Regions from separate parts of the Pan troglodytes genome. Here region 2 is linked to region 1. Evidence: chromatin contacts called from public HiChIP or PLAC-seq data. All regions are on one chromosome and are shown on one strand. Each heading gives the region's core, a stretch centred on a gene start, on an enhancer-like site or on the middle of the called end of the contact. The rest is flanking DNA. Distances are from core to core; before and after follow the strand shown. Region 1 holds the start of CCDC198 (coiled-coil domain containing 198). Region 2 holds the start of SLC35F4 (solute carrier family 35 member F4).

The links. HiChIP or PLAC-seq counts read pairs in DNA pulled down with a chosen protein or histone mark.
Region 2: a contact with region 1 is called in an H3K4me3 HiChIP or PLAC-seq map of stem cell-derived excitatory neurons, with 9 times the contacts expected there. The contact joins the promoter of SLC35F4 here to the promoter of CCDC198 in region 1. A contact is called at or near these places in 1 of 7 Hi-C or Micro-C datasets (stem cell-derived neural progenitor cells) and 1 of 1 datasets of contacts at active chromatin or transcription factors (stem cell-derived excitatory neurons).

The regions. Positions count from the first base shown.
Region 1 is chr15:55,463,606-55,470,296 of NHGRI_mPanTro3-v2.0_pri, reverse strand. CCDC198 (coiled-coil domain containing 198) reads left to right here and starts at 2,777. Exons shown (of 7, transcript XM_009427856.4): 1 at 2,777-3,199; 2 at 5,624-5,706. The coding sequence starts at 2,977.
Region 2 is chr15:55,853,408-55,860,038 of NHGRI_mPanTro3-v2.0_pri, reverse strand. SLC35F4 (solute carrier family 35 member F4) reads left to right here and starts at 2,119. Exons shown (of 8, transcript XM_509971.7): 1 at 2,119-2,488. The coding sequence starts at 2,386.

The DNA of each region.
Region 1 (6,691 bases), core at 1,528-4,027:
CTCCCATCATTCAAGTGTAAAACTTTCTCTTATTAGAGAGCAGAAAAATCCACGTCTCATAATGAATGTGTATTGAGTTTCTATAGAACTTATATTCACTAAACAATATTGCTTAACAGTTTTGTCCCCAAGGCTAGTTAGGAGTGAACCCAGAACGAAAGCTAGGATTTTTAACTTCAAAATGAATGTATATTTTGAAATAGACATTATACTTTGCCTTCTCCTTATTGCTTGGTTCACTCTGTGTCTTGAAGGAAGGCATTTTCTACAGAAGGCAAGAAAGGTCCAAGCACCAGGAGCTTGTACACGGCTATTTCTTGGGAACTTCAAGGTCACATTGCCCGTGGAGATGCTCCAGGCTGAGGGCTTTGATTCTTCCTGGCAGAAATAGTCCACTTGGCTGTGAGTTCCTGCTTCTCCCCATCTCCTCTGGGGCCTCGCCACTTTCTCTTAGTACATTTTTCTCTGGACGCTACCTTCAGCTTTAGAAAAGTTTAGCTAATCCCTTCTGAGCTTCATCTTAAGAGTTTTATAAATTAATATTCTCATTCCATATTCATGAATTCTGACTGTTACAAATAACAGCATGTTTTATCATTTTTACACACAATAATGTATAGTCATAGTCATTCTTGAACTAGGGAATGGTCATTATAAAGTATCACAAAGTGCGAAGTAGTCAAGGTTTTAGTTGGGTGAGAGCTTTTTAATGTTTTACAATTCTAGTAATAAGAAATTACATCTTATATCTAACTCTATCAGTGAAATTAAACTCTTTTTCTCTTTTAATAAAATTAAAATGTTTCACTATCAAATTTTAATAAAATCCTTTCAGTGTATGAATATTTTCTAATGATAATCCTTAGACATGGTGGTTTTCCCAGTTAAATCGGCCAGATTAATTTACGCTTCCCTCATTGGTCTTTTCTATACCTAGGGGCAAACTCCTTTAGACAGGAATATGTCTATTTTAATTTCTGACCAACTGGCAATAAAGACTATCCTATGTACATGTAGATATGTAGCAATACTTCCTCAGAGGAGGAGGATACTGGCTAATGATTACTGTGAGCTTACTACATGCCAGGTATTAGTCTAAGAGCTATAAATGGAATCAGGTTCATTTCCCACAAAGTATTGTTATTAACCCCATTTCACAGATCAGGAAAGTCACAAAGCTTGATAGTCACTAGTAATGAAAAGAGAAAGAAGCACAGAAATGCGTCTTTATTTCTTTAATTATTCCTTCAACAACTAACCAATTTCCTCAACAAAGGCTCATGTTCTCCACAAATATTGTCTGAAAATTAAATAATAATAAAACAAAACATAAGGGCTGAATCCCTCTTATGGTCCAGATCCATGAAGTCCACAGTTTTCAGTACAATGTCTAGTTCATTTGTTAGTTCGCAATACATTCCCCTGCCCTTAGAAATACTTAAACTGATTGTACTAAAAAATAAATCTTACTAGACCTTACTCAAGTATTATTATCCTTGTAATTAAGCTAGTCTGTTTACCAGAGGCTGTTTTGTTTGCAGATACTGTTAATATATTAGTCTTTACTTATAAGCCTCTCTGCTGCGGAGAAAATGATGTGGAAAATGCAAAGAGAGTAAGGAAAAAACTAAATTCAGGCATCTTTTTAGATAAACGTGATTGTCTACCAAGACTTTCCAAACATCACCTTAGTCCCTTAGGAAATGGTTTCTGCAAAGATGAAAAATAAATTTTCTTTTAATTTCTTTATGGAGATGTGATGAAAACACAAGTAATCTGTGCTCATAAACAATTAGAGCTTGAAAGTTAGTCCCACTTCTAAGTATAAAGAATAAAATAAAAATCACCCATAATCCCACCATTCAAAAATCACTACTCAATATTTCGGCACGTTTCCTTCCAGTCTTTTTTTCTACTTTAAAAATCATAATAGACCAGGCACTGTGGCTCATGCGTGTAATCCCAGCCCTTTGGGAGGCCAAGACAGGTGGATCTCTTGAGGTCAGGAGTTCGAGACCAGCCTGGCCAACATGGTGAAACTCCTTCTGTACTAAAAAATACAAAAATTAGACAGGTGTGGTGGTAGTAGGTGCCTGTAATCCCAGCTACTTGGGTGGCTGACTCAGGAGAATCACTTGAACTGGAGAGGCGGAGGTTGTGGTGAGCCAAGATCGCTGGGCTTGGGTGACTCCAGCTTGGGTGACAGAGTGAGATTCTGTCTCAAAAATAAATAAATTAATTTAATTTAATTTTAAAACATAGTAAATAGGTTATCTTCAAAAACTCAAGGTTTACTTAGACCATTTATTCAAGAATTTTTTCCCCTTATCCCCAGGAAAAAAAATTCTATTATCCTCCTGTCCTGCAATGTATTCACCCCCTTCAAAGGCAACTCAAGTCATCGACAGAAAAATCAAATGACGCTTTAGCCGCTCCGCTGCTTTCTTTCCTATTTGGGGGATAAATTCTTTAATTAAATTAAAGATTAACAAAGCCTTGGTAATCAGCATGCATCCTCTTAATTGCAAAGATGGCTTAGCTATTCTCAGCAGTTAGTTTTTTTACAAAGGTACTTGCAATGAAAGGGTCAAGTTTAAGACTTCTCTAAACCTCTGCTCTACATCTCTCTCTCTGTTAATAACCTTCCTGGTGTTCGATATTTGTTTAATGATCAACAGTGGCTTCTATTCCTATCACTGAGTATTTCAGAAAGTAGCATAACCAAGTCAATGTTTAACTGGATTCTTTGGGTCTGAAACGGCAAAGTTGAAGGGAAGTCTCCATGGAAACCAGCCTCCCAGGAAGTGGCCAAAAGGGTTAGTGTGCAGTGAAACAGAGCTAGACGGATGCCATGAAGGAAATGACTGCTTTGTAAAGCGAGGGTAAACTTCTGAAATGCTTTGATTAAAATAAGCTATATTAAAGACCCCAAAACCACTTCCCTCGCAGCTTTCCTCTGAATGTCTTTCACATGAAATGGGCCTGAGTCACTCTAAGACTCACCCTAGGGTGATCAAAGTAGCACCTTTGCAAAACAAAGAGGTAGAGACTCCCTCGGCTGGCCGTGTGGACTTTGCATTCAATCAGAATTTGGAAGAAAAGACTTCATATTCACTGGCAAGACTGCAGGACCAGAATAAAGCCTTGGAAGGGCAGCTGCCACCTTTACAAGAAAACTGGTATGGAAGATATTCTACAGGTAAACATAAAACCTAGCATGAGATGTGTGTATCTGGACCAAGGAGCATTATTAATAGATTTATCTGACTGTCTCCATGATCTCAGAAAGTTTCTAAATTCCTGAAATGTAAAGGAATTTAGGCTATCTTTGAAAACTCAAACAAATCTTTCAATGAGGATTGAACGTCAATTGAAAGTATTCTGGGTGCATTAGAATGGGAGTATAAACTGTACAAAGGACTTTTCACTATTCCATATGAGAAGGATAAATCATTTTGTTTCAGCTCAGTTTGTAATACTTTCAATGTTTATACCTAGTTTTGCCAGACCATTAAAATTATATAGATACTAGTGATAAATGATAGCAATCGCGTTTCAGTTAGATTCTAAATTTAAATCATTCTCTCCAGTATAGCTTAATGCACCAGACTTTGTGGTTTTGAAAGCAACACTTTAAGAGTGAGTTAATTCTAACATGAATTTTGAAACCACCCTAAACAGTATTGATTTATTGCAGTACAGAGGAGTGGATGAGTCACCCTTTTCCCAACCCCACATTCTCCATGGTCATCTGCAGAACTAACAGAATTCTTTCCCATTATGATTGGAAGCTCTGAGCCTGAAGTGGCCATAAATCCTGGGATATTTTATAAGCCATGTAAAATGTTTTATGATGACCACAATGATAATTAAACAGACATTCTCACTTAGAAAAATATATGTTTATTATATACATATATATATGTATATTGTTTTCCCTTTTCTTCACCTTCTGGATCAATAACACAAATAAGTTTCCCTTATTGGATGCCTTGTTCAGAAAGCCTCACATTCTCTTTTGGTACCTAGCAAATCTTGCCTGGAATGATTTTTCATGGCTATTGTCTGCAGAATTGACAACGTTTGGTTGTTTCTATATGGCCTATTTTTATGTTCTTTATGTTCTTCAAGTTCTTAAGCACATGGATGGGAATTTTCCCCTTAGGAATTTTTTTATGATAGATAGAGGGATAGGTGATAGACATGATTTAGAAAATGGAGCGTGAATGTGTACTAAGAGTATGCAATGCTCCTATCGAGGAATTCCCTTTTTATCCAAACCCCCACTGAGAGTTTTAAGATTTTGGTGACAGAGAGAGACTCTGTCTCAATTAAAAGAAAAAAAAGATTTAGGTAACTGAATAAATGGTGAGCTTATGTCTGAAGTGACAAAATCACATTAAAAATAAATAACAAGATCATGAGAATCCTCATGATCTCCCATATTCTCACCCCAGCTCCATCAAATACCAAATCAAATGACCTTGGGCAAGTTACTTCATCAATTTTTTTCACTTGTAATCAGGGGTAAAAATAAATGCCTGACACAGCCTATGCCATTTGAGGAAAATCTAATTAAATAATGGAGTAATGTCACTAAAATAAAAAAAATAAGGATTAGTAAGCCTTCTGAAAAAATAGCTGAAAATACTTACATTTTTAAATCCAATATGTTTGTTGTTTCCATCCTGCTCAATATGCTGGCATCTTTTCAAAAGAAAATAAGGACATAGTTTCCATCCCACTAAAAGTTAGGGAGAACAAAGTCCTTAAAGTGGTTATTCACATGTCTTAAGGAGAGAGATGCATAATTGCCCAGGGATTTTTCCATTTAAAATGCAAAGTGGGACTGTAAAATAGTCTATGAAACAATCTAGAAATCAGAATGTGTCCAGATTGTTAAAAGGGAAGGACAAGAACTTCATTCATGCAGCGCTGGTCATGGTAGCACTCCCAAGAGCTCAGGATAATCAAGCTGGAAAATAAAATCCACAATGGATCTGTTGAGCCTCTCTGTTTCCTAATAGAGGCTTAACTCTGTATCCCCAGCTTGTTTCATCAGGAAAGAATATTGATATGCTGTATTATAGTGGCAACCTGTGGAAATTTTTTTCACTAAAGGGGCTATTGAATTGTGTTCACACATACTCCATTTTTTTCTCATCTCTGTATAATCACCTATCTATCTATCATCTATTTCATCTAAGAAGATTGTTTTCATTTTTTAAAGTTATATATTTTTCTGATGTCTTATGTTTCAGGGAGGAGATTTTATGGAATTAACATAAGTCAATAAATTTCTATTTTCCAGGCCAAATTCTGTTTGAAAAATATTTGCAGTCAACATATTGGTAATTTTGTAACTCTCCCCCTAAGTATGAACCTGAGTAGGAAGTTAGGAGAGCAGATATTAAATCCTGGGTCTAGACTAAAATAGTGTCATGTGCACTAATGTAGGTTCCCTGCTTTCTGTGTTTCATCTCCACATTCAACCCACAGGTTAGACATATATAACTGAAAAGGTACAAAATTGTGTTGACAAAGTCTAGTAACTAATGATTGCCTGATTTAATAGTAAATTATATTTAATGTTTTATTCCTGTTTCTTCCCCAATCCTTCAAGCATCCAGAGACATGTATTTTGACATCCCACTGGAACACAGAGAAACAAGTATTATTAAAAGGCATCCACCCCAAAGACTTCAAGTAAGATGAATTTAAAAGGCTTCATAAGGAATTTCTTGGATATAATGGTAACATCCCTTTTTAAACTATAATCATCAAAGAGGGATATTGATAAGGACCAAGCTATTAATGAGAATGTTCTTAAAGAAAAATGTCATCAATCGCAAATACTCTATTACTTTAAGATTTCCTTTAGCAATGATTTCGCTTTTAAGACCAGCCACCGAAAGAAGCTAGTAGCAAGGACATAGATACCATGGAATTCAAGAGGCTTGAATCTAGCACTGATTAGTTGGGTGACTATGGGAAAACAACTTGTAATAAATAATAACAGCTACTACTATTTAATTACACCCTACTACAAGTCAGATACTATACTAGGCAATTCAATCTATGTCATTCATTTAATCTTCTTAGCCACCTATGAAAAAGGAAGAATTATCTTTGTTTTATACATGCTAGTCAGAGAGTTCAGTAACTACCCCCAAAGACTCACAGAGGCCAGATATCAACCAGGTCTCTAAAGTCTGTACTCTTAACTGTCAGCATAAGTAATTTCTATAGTCCTTCTATCTTTAACCTTTTATTGTTCTAGATGTTAACTGGTTGTTTAAATTCGGGACACTGGATTCCAAGGAAGCAAAGCAAGAGCTTTAAACGCATTCACCTCAATAAATATTTAATGGGTTCTCTGCAGCTAGCTATACATTTTAAGAACTCTCAACCTAGAAAGGGAATGGCTAGATTGGAGTGGTCCTTGAGAATGACCATCATTGGAAGGAGGGTTTGGGGCTCTCTTGTGAGCAGGGTCTATCACTGACATTTGAAGCCAAATCCCACCTGCTACGCAATTCACCCAGATGCCTGGACCAATCCCAGGGGTATTGGAGCTCATTTGTTGGGGATTATTTCTGTTTCAGTTGGTTTTTATTTACCTGTCTTCTGCAGAAGCTCACAGCCATTATTTGAAGTGACTGTATCATTTTGTCTCAAAAGAGTATCTTTT
Region 2 (6,631 bases), core at 870-3,369, 390 kb before region 1:
TAAGTGCTTTGCTATTTTAAAATTTATTTCCAGGTCAGTCTGAAAATTTTTACGTTTTCAAAAGAAAACATAGACTCTTGTGGGTATGTTTACATTGTAGTATTTAAATTTATGCTGAATTTACTGTTTATATGAATGATCAGATCCAGTTAAATACATTTTTATCTACTTCTATGGAGATTTATGAAAATAAAGCAAAAGCAGGAAGAAGGTAATGACTTACACAGTAATTGTTATTTATAATTTAAGTACATTAATTATGGCAAGATAAGTTATAAGCAATGGGAAAAACCACTTGTTTTTAAGTCTATGCATATGTGTGTGTGTATGTATGTGTATACATATATATTCCTGTTACATTAGAAGGTTTTTGCTTGAATTGTTTCCTAATTTCTCTCTTACTGATACATATATTAATGTGCTATGGATTATGATGGCTATTATCAAAATATATATGTAATATTGGAAAATTTATCTTTCATAGAAACTTCAAACAAAAGTGACATTTAAAATTATATGTGATGAACACATTTTACCATGTGCAATACATGCATTTGATATAATTTTGCCACAGAAATAATAAAACTAACAAAAGTGTGCTGAATATTATTTCACGTGGGGGGGTGTAAAGGCATAACGCTTTCATTTTTGCTTTATATGGCTAGCTCCCCATCATTGCACTAGTGTTGGTTTTTCCTTTTAGTTCCTTTTGACCTTTTAGCTCTTTCCACCCTTCCATCTTTCCTAGCCCAGAAAACAGGTGTAGGAGGAAATTGGTTTCTTTATGAGCTCTCCTTCCAGCCACAATAATCTCAGATTGACTCCACTCTCAAGATCCCGTGCTAAGCTTTGTGTTTGGATGAAAACCCAAAACATAGTGTAAAATTTAATATTGCATTTTCATATGCTTAAACCTAATTTACCTTTTAGAAAAAGAATTGCGTATTTCTTCCTTCTTAAGGGCCCACACACAATGTGGAAAATGCTTGGAGGCAGGATGGTGTGATAGGTTCTCTGGAGGTTTCTGAGAGGGGCATTGAAGTCGACTTATGTTTCTCTTTTTTTCTTCTCCCTAAGCTTTAGTAATATGAAACCTGGCAGGGATGTCTTAAGCCAGCTGTGCACGGAAGGTGGACCTAAATTGCCTCTAAGCTGATGAGCTGACCCTCCTCTCCACTAACCCTCCACCTCCACCTTTTCATTTCTGAGATGAAACTTTGAAAATTATTATCATTATTATTATTTTTTGCAGGAAGCTGTGTCTGCAGACTATGAACAGAGGAATCGTCTCCACTGCTCACTGACCCTAACCCATTGGGTCTCTGGCTAAAGCAGAAGAGCCACACACCTGAGGGGAGGGTGTTCGCTCTGAACACACAGCTTCAAGGATGTTCTGCTCTAATGGAAAGGCTCTAGACTGTAGCTAAGACTTTCACTCGTCCAGATATTTACAGTTTGAAGGACTTCCCTCCTGATATTTTTGGCAATAAAGGAGAAAATCATTTCTCCTCAGAGCATTTGAAATTGGAAAAATAAACGTGCTGTGTGCAGCTGAATCTTCTAAGCCTTTGACATTTTTCAGTGGCAGGATGGAGGGTCCGTATGGACAGTCAGACTTGAGGGCTTGAACACTTACAGTCTTTGCGTCTGCAAAACCCGGATAATCACTCCATATACCACCTGCCGGGAACTAATTTTCTTGTCATTTCATAAAAAAAGATTCCCAGTCTTCTAGACAAGTTGCAAGGACTGACTAACGCGGGGGAATGCTTGCATATCAGCAGACCAGAGGTGGTGTAGACGCCAAGCGTGGACCGAGTACCGGGGCGCCCCAGAAGTGTCTTCTCCCCGAGCGACAGAGTTAATTCCTCGCATTAACAGCTATGAGTCCCTCTTGGGTTTCTCCCACTCCCAACACCCTTCTCTGAGCCCCTGGCCACCGTCGCCTTCTCTTCTCCTCTCGCGCCCCCCCTGACCAAACATCCCTTTCATCAGGTGGGGTTGGGGTGTCTAGTTTTCGGGAAGGATCGCGCAAGGGTTAATGATGAAAGCTGGCGACCAGGTGGGGCGCCCACACCCGCCCCCGGCCGCGGTGGGCGTCGGAGGTGAGGGGGCGCTATTCGGGCAGCAGTGCTCCGGGTGGCGCGCGGGAGAGCTGCCAGGCTGACGGAGAGGCCGGCCCGAGTGGGGGCCGCTCCGTCGCCGCCGCCGCCGCCGCCGCTGTGATGCGGAGCCGGTGCTACGCCGGGCGGTGGAGTCAGAGCCCGGGCGCGGGAGCACGAGCTGCTAGATCAGCACCAGCGGCTCCGGCACCTGCACCAGCTCCCGGGCCCCGCGCTGCGCTCTCCGCCCCGCCGCACTCGGGGCCGTCGCCCCGCGCTCTCTATGGATGTCAAGGCGGCCCCCAACGGGGTGGCCACTATCGAGGACCGGATCCTGCGGATCACCGGCTACTATGGCTATTATCCAGGTTACTCCAGCCAGAAAAGTAAGACGCCGCGCGGCTGCCCTGCGCGAGGCGGGGAAGGGAGGTGGGCGCGCAGGGGTGCCGCGGAGATGCGGACGGGCGGGCGCGCGGTACGGACACCTGCAGCCCTGCGGGCGCTGTCAACACCGCCTTCCTGGAGGCGGGGACCCCCCGGGGAGAAAAGTATGTCCGCTGTCCTCGGTGCTGAACCGTGAGAGGGCAAGGGGCCCGGCTGGGTGCGCCCAGGAGTTTGGAAACAGTCGTAGCCTTGAGGGGAGGTGCGGAGGGGACCTGGTGAGCGCTCCTGACCGCCGTGGGCCGGCTCACCCTGGTGGATTTACGCCCGGAGGAGGCTAACATGGCTGTTCACTTAGCGGAAAGTCAGCCCTAGGGGATACATGCCCCGAAAGCCCCTACTGCGTGCGGGGCGCTGGGGACGCAGGCTGGGGAGCTTCGGGGGTGGGGCTGGCGGGGGCGGCCCACCCAGACATGGGTCCCGGCGCTGGTGGGGTCAGCTCGTTCACTCCGGGCTGTTGAGACGCTGCCAGCGCGGGAGTTACTCCGGTTACAATATCTTTAGGAGGTTCTTCACCCTGGGAAGAGAAAAGAACCTGCTCAGGTCTCCGAGCCCCAGAGCTTGGAGCCAGAGACCCGTGCAAAAGACTGGGGGCGTGCGGGGGGTGGGGTCTGAGAAGGGGAGGCGACAGGGCCACCCGCCCCCGCCGCACGTCGCGGTCACCGCTTTCTTCCAGCTAAGCGAGGTCATGCGGCGTGGATGCTTTCACGTTTTTGGACCAGTTTTGGTGGGAGGGCGATGAGGTGTGCTCTGCTCGCAGTCCCCCTCCCCCAGTACACAAACCCACTAGCTATATTTGCTGGGATTAGTTCTACTGGCGACTGAAGTGCAGCTCATTTTTCTTCGAATTGGAGGAGTAGCTGCGGTTTAGTTTCTATGCAGGTGGGCTTTCGCTTTTTTCTTTATCAATGCATTTCTGTTGCAATAGATGGAGCTTAATTGATGTTTTTGCAGTTATTGTTGTCAGAAGCTTGGAAGCTCCTAGATGCATTTCTGATACGTATTTTTCTATGACATTTGGGGTGCAATCAACATTACAGTTTCTGTGATGCGTGGGACCCACAAAAATTCCGGCACAAAGACAAGAAAACACTATTTTTTCATGTAACTTTCTCCCCTACCATGCTTCCTCTCTATTGAATAATAATTCAAGAGCTTTGTTCCATGGGCTGTTCTCACACAGATATTTTCTAGTTCGATATTTCATCTGGTTTCAGGAAAGGCCTATCTGATTTGGATGGTTTCTGTCTAGCTGTTTTTAGCATTAGGGGCTTAAATTATTCATTTTCCATACAAAAGTAATTATATAGTGTTAGAATTTTCTGGAAAGAAAATAACACACTGTGGAATGCCCTTTGAAGTACTATACACTCAAAAACTTCTCCTTTTTTATTGGCAAAGGATTTCTTTTTTAACCCTGGAAACATAAGTAAAGGAACTAATATATCTTGTGGAAATTACTTGACTTTCACCTTTGAATATTTTAATTAGGAACCATGGGATTTTAGTGGCTTAGAGAATGTAGAAGCTGTGTGTGAAATTACAAGACTCAGGGTGGCTTATTATTGTAATTTTTATGACAATGGAACTTTGGCTAACAATGAACAACCCAAAAAGAATACTGAAAAAGTGACATTTTAGATAAGGACATGTTCATATTATATTTTTGTACTTGCTCAAATAGCTGCACATGCTTCATTTGCAATACAATAACAGGACAAAAAAAGGGAAGAGCACTGGCCAAGGCTATAACTGGTAGCCAAAAGGGATAAAGATTAACTTGGCATAGTTATTTGTGATGGGCACTTACCTACCTAAGTTCAGACCATAGAGTTAAAAGAGTGAAGGCAGAGAATCTCACAAGAAGAGAGAATTAAGTGATAGTCAGATAAATCTCAGGATGCTCATGCTTTCGGAAGTAGAGAAAGATTGCTATTTTGCACAGTGAGAGATTGAGAGAGGAGAAAGCTGGAGGAGGGCCAGGGAACCGAGCACCATGAAATAATCCCTGTCCTAATGCAGGCTTCAACTAGTAAACAAACACACTGAAGCAAACCAGTACAATATGGTCAATTGATTTGGCTGTTACAGGGAATGAGCAACAGCTTAGGGGAAGTCTGGAAAAATATACTTAAGAAAAGGCTACAGTGATGAATATATAATATGTGAAAGCAAGGTGACTTTCTCATTTCCTGTCTGATCACATATGAAGGACAATCTCTAGATATCTATGCCATTTACCTTTTTGGAGATAGATGGGGACTTACCTCTAAGAAAATGCACTGAAGATCAAGCCTTCTGTTAATGCATCCTGCTGTTTGCTTGTACCTTGTTCAGAAAAAATTCTAGTAGTCAAGCTGATGCAAAAAAAGAAACATGATAGAATTCAGATAAATGAAGGTACTTTAATGGGCAATAGGGCATTTGTTTTATTTATCCTGTTCAATTAATGAACAGTTATTGAGTAAATATAAATAAGAAATCTGGATACAAAGATGATTAAAGGTGGGTGCAGTGGCTCATGTCTGTAATCCTAGCACTTTGGGAGGCCAAGGCAGGAGGATTGCTTGAGGCCGGGAGTTCAAGACCAACTTGACCAATGTAGTGAGACACTGTTTCTATATTTATTTAAACATTTTTTAAAAAAAGATGATTAATGCGTAGTGTGGTTACTTAGGTAGGGAATAGATTCATTCATTCAACAAGTGTTAATTGAGCACCTCCTATGTGTCAGGAGTACACCAATGAGCAAAACAGACAAAAGTATTTTCCTTTTAAGAACTTAAGTTCTAGTGGGAGCAAACAAGACAATAAAGAGATAAACAAGTACATAAATTATTTAGTATGTTTCAAGGTGATAAGTGCCTTTTGAAAAATTACAACAGGATAAAAAGGATAAAATATTCTGGGGGTAGAAATTATCACAATTTTAAATAGGCTCATCAGGGAAGTCCTCATTGAGGAAGTAACAATTCAGCAAAGACCTGAAGGATATGAGGGAGTTAGCCATATGGACATCCAGAAGAACACATTCTGGGCAGTGGGAATAGCTAGTGCAAAGATCTGAGGTAGAGTACAACTAGCATGCTGGAGAAACAGCAGGGAGGCCTGTATGGCTGAAGTGGAGTGAACAATTGGGAAAGTGGTTGGAGATGAGGTCACTGAGGATCCAGGAGTGCAGATAAAGGAGGGCCTTAGAGGTCATTGTCAATCCTTTGGCTTGTATTCTGAATGAAATGAGCATTTGAAGAGTTTTGGGAGAAGAGTGATGTGACTTATCCTACACAAAGATCAGTCTCACTGCTGTACTGGGACAGGGTGAAAACACCTAATTAGTATGTTATTGTGATAACGTAGGTGAGACATGATGGTGGCTTGAACCAGAGTTGTAGCAGTAGAAGAAGAGAAAGGTGGTCAGAGTCTGCATATATTTGAAATTAGAGCCAATAGGGTACCCTGATAGATTGGATATGGTATCTGTAAGAAAGAGAGGAGTAAAAAATGACTGCATCTTTTCTGGTTTGACTAAGTTTGAGTTGCCATCAGCTGAAGTGTGGAAGGTTTCAAGGTAGAGAAACTTTGGAAAGGGGTGGGGGGTGGATTGTCAGGGGATAAGGATAACGTTTTAGAGATACTAAATGTAATTGGAGATGTAGAGCAAGCTTAGAGTTCAGAGTAGATGTCTGATTGGAGATATAAATTAAGGATTTGCCAGTACTTGGGTGGTATTTAAGGCCTAAGACTGGATGAGACCTCCAAGGAATGAATGCATATAGAGAAGAGAAGAGGCAGAAGGATTGAATTTTGAGACATTCTGACATTAAGAGGTTCAGGAGAAGAAGAAAACCATCAAAGGAGATCAAGAAGGAGCATCCAGGGAGATAGGAGGAAAACCAGGAACATGTGATACCCTGGAAGCCAGTAAATAAAGAGTTTGAAGGGGAAGAGATTAGCTGAGTCCAATGCTATTGAAAGGTCAAGTAAAAAGAAGACCGATTGAATTTGACAATTAAAGGTCATGGGTGATCTTGACAAGAATGTTGACAAGAGCACATAAGGATAGATAAAATGGATTAGAATGTGTATAA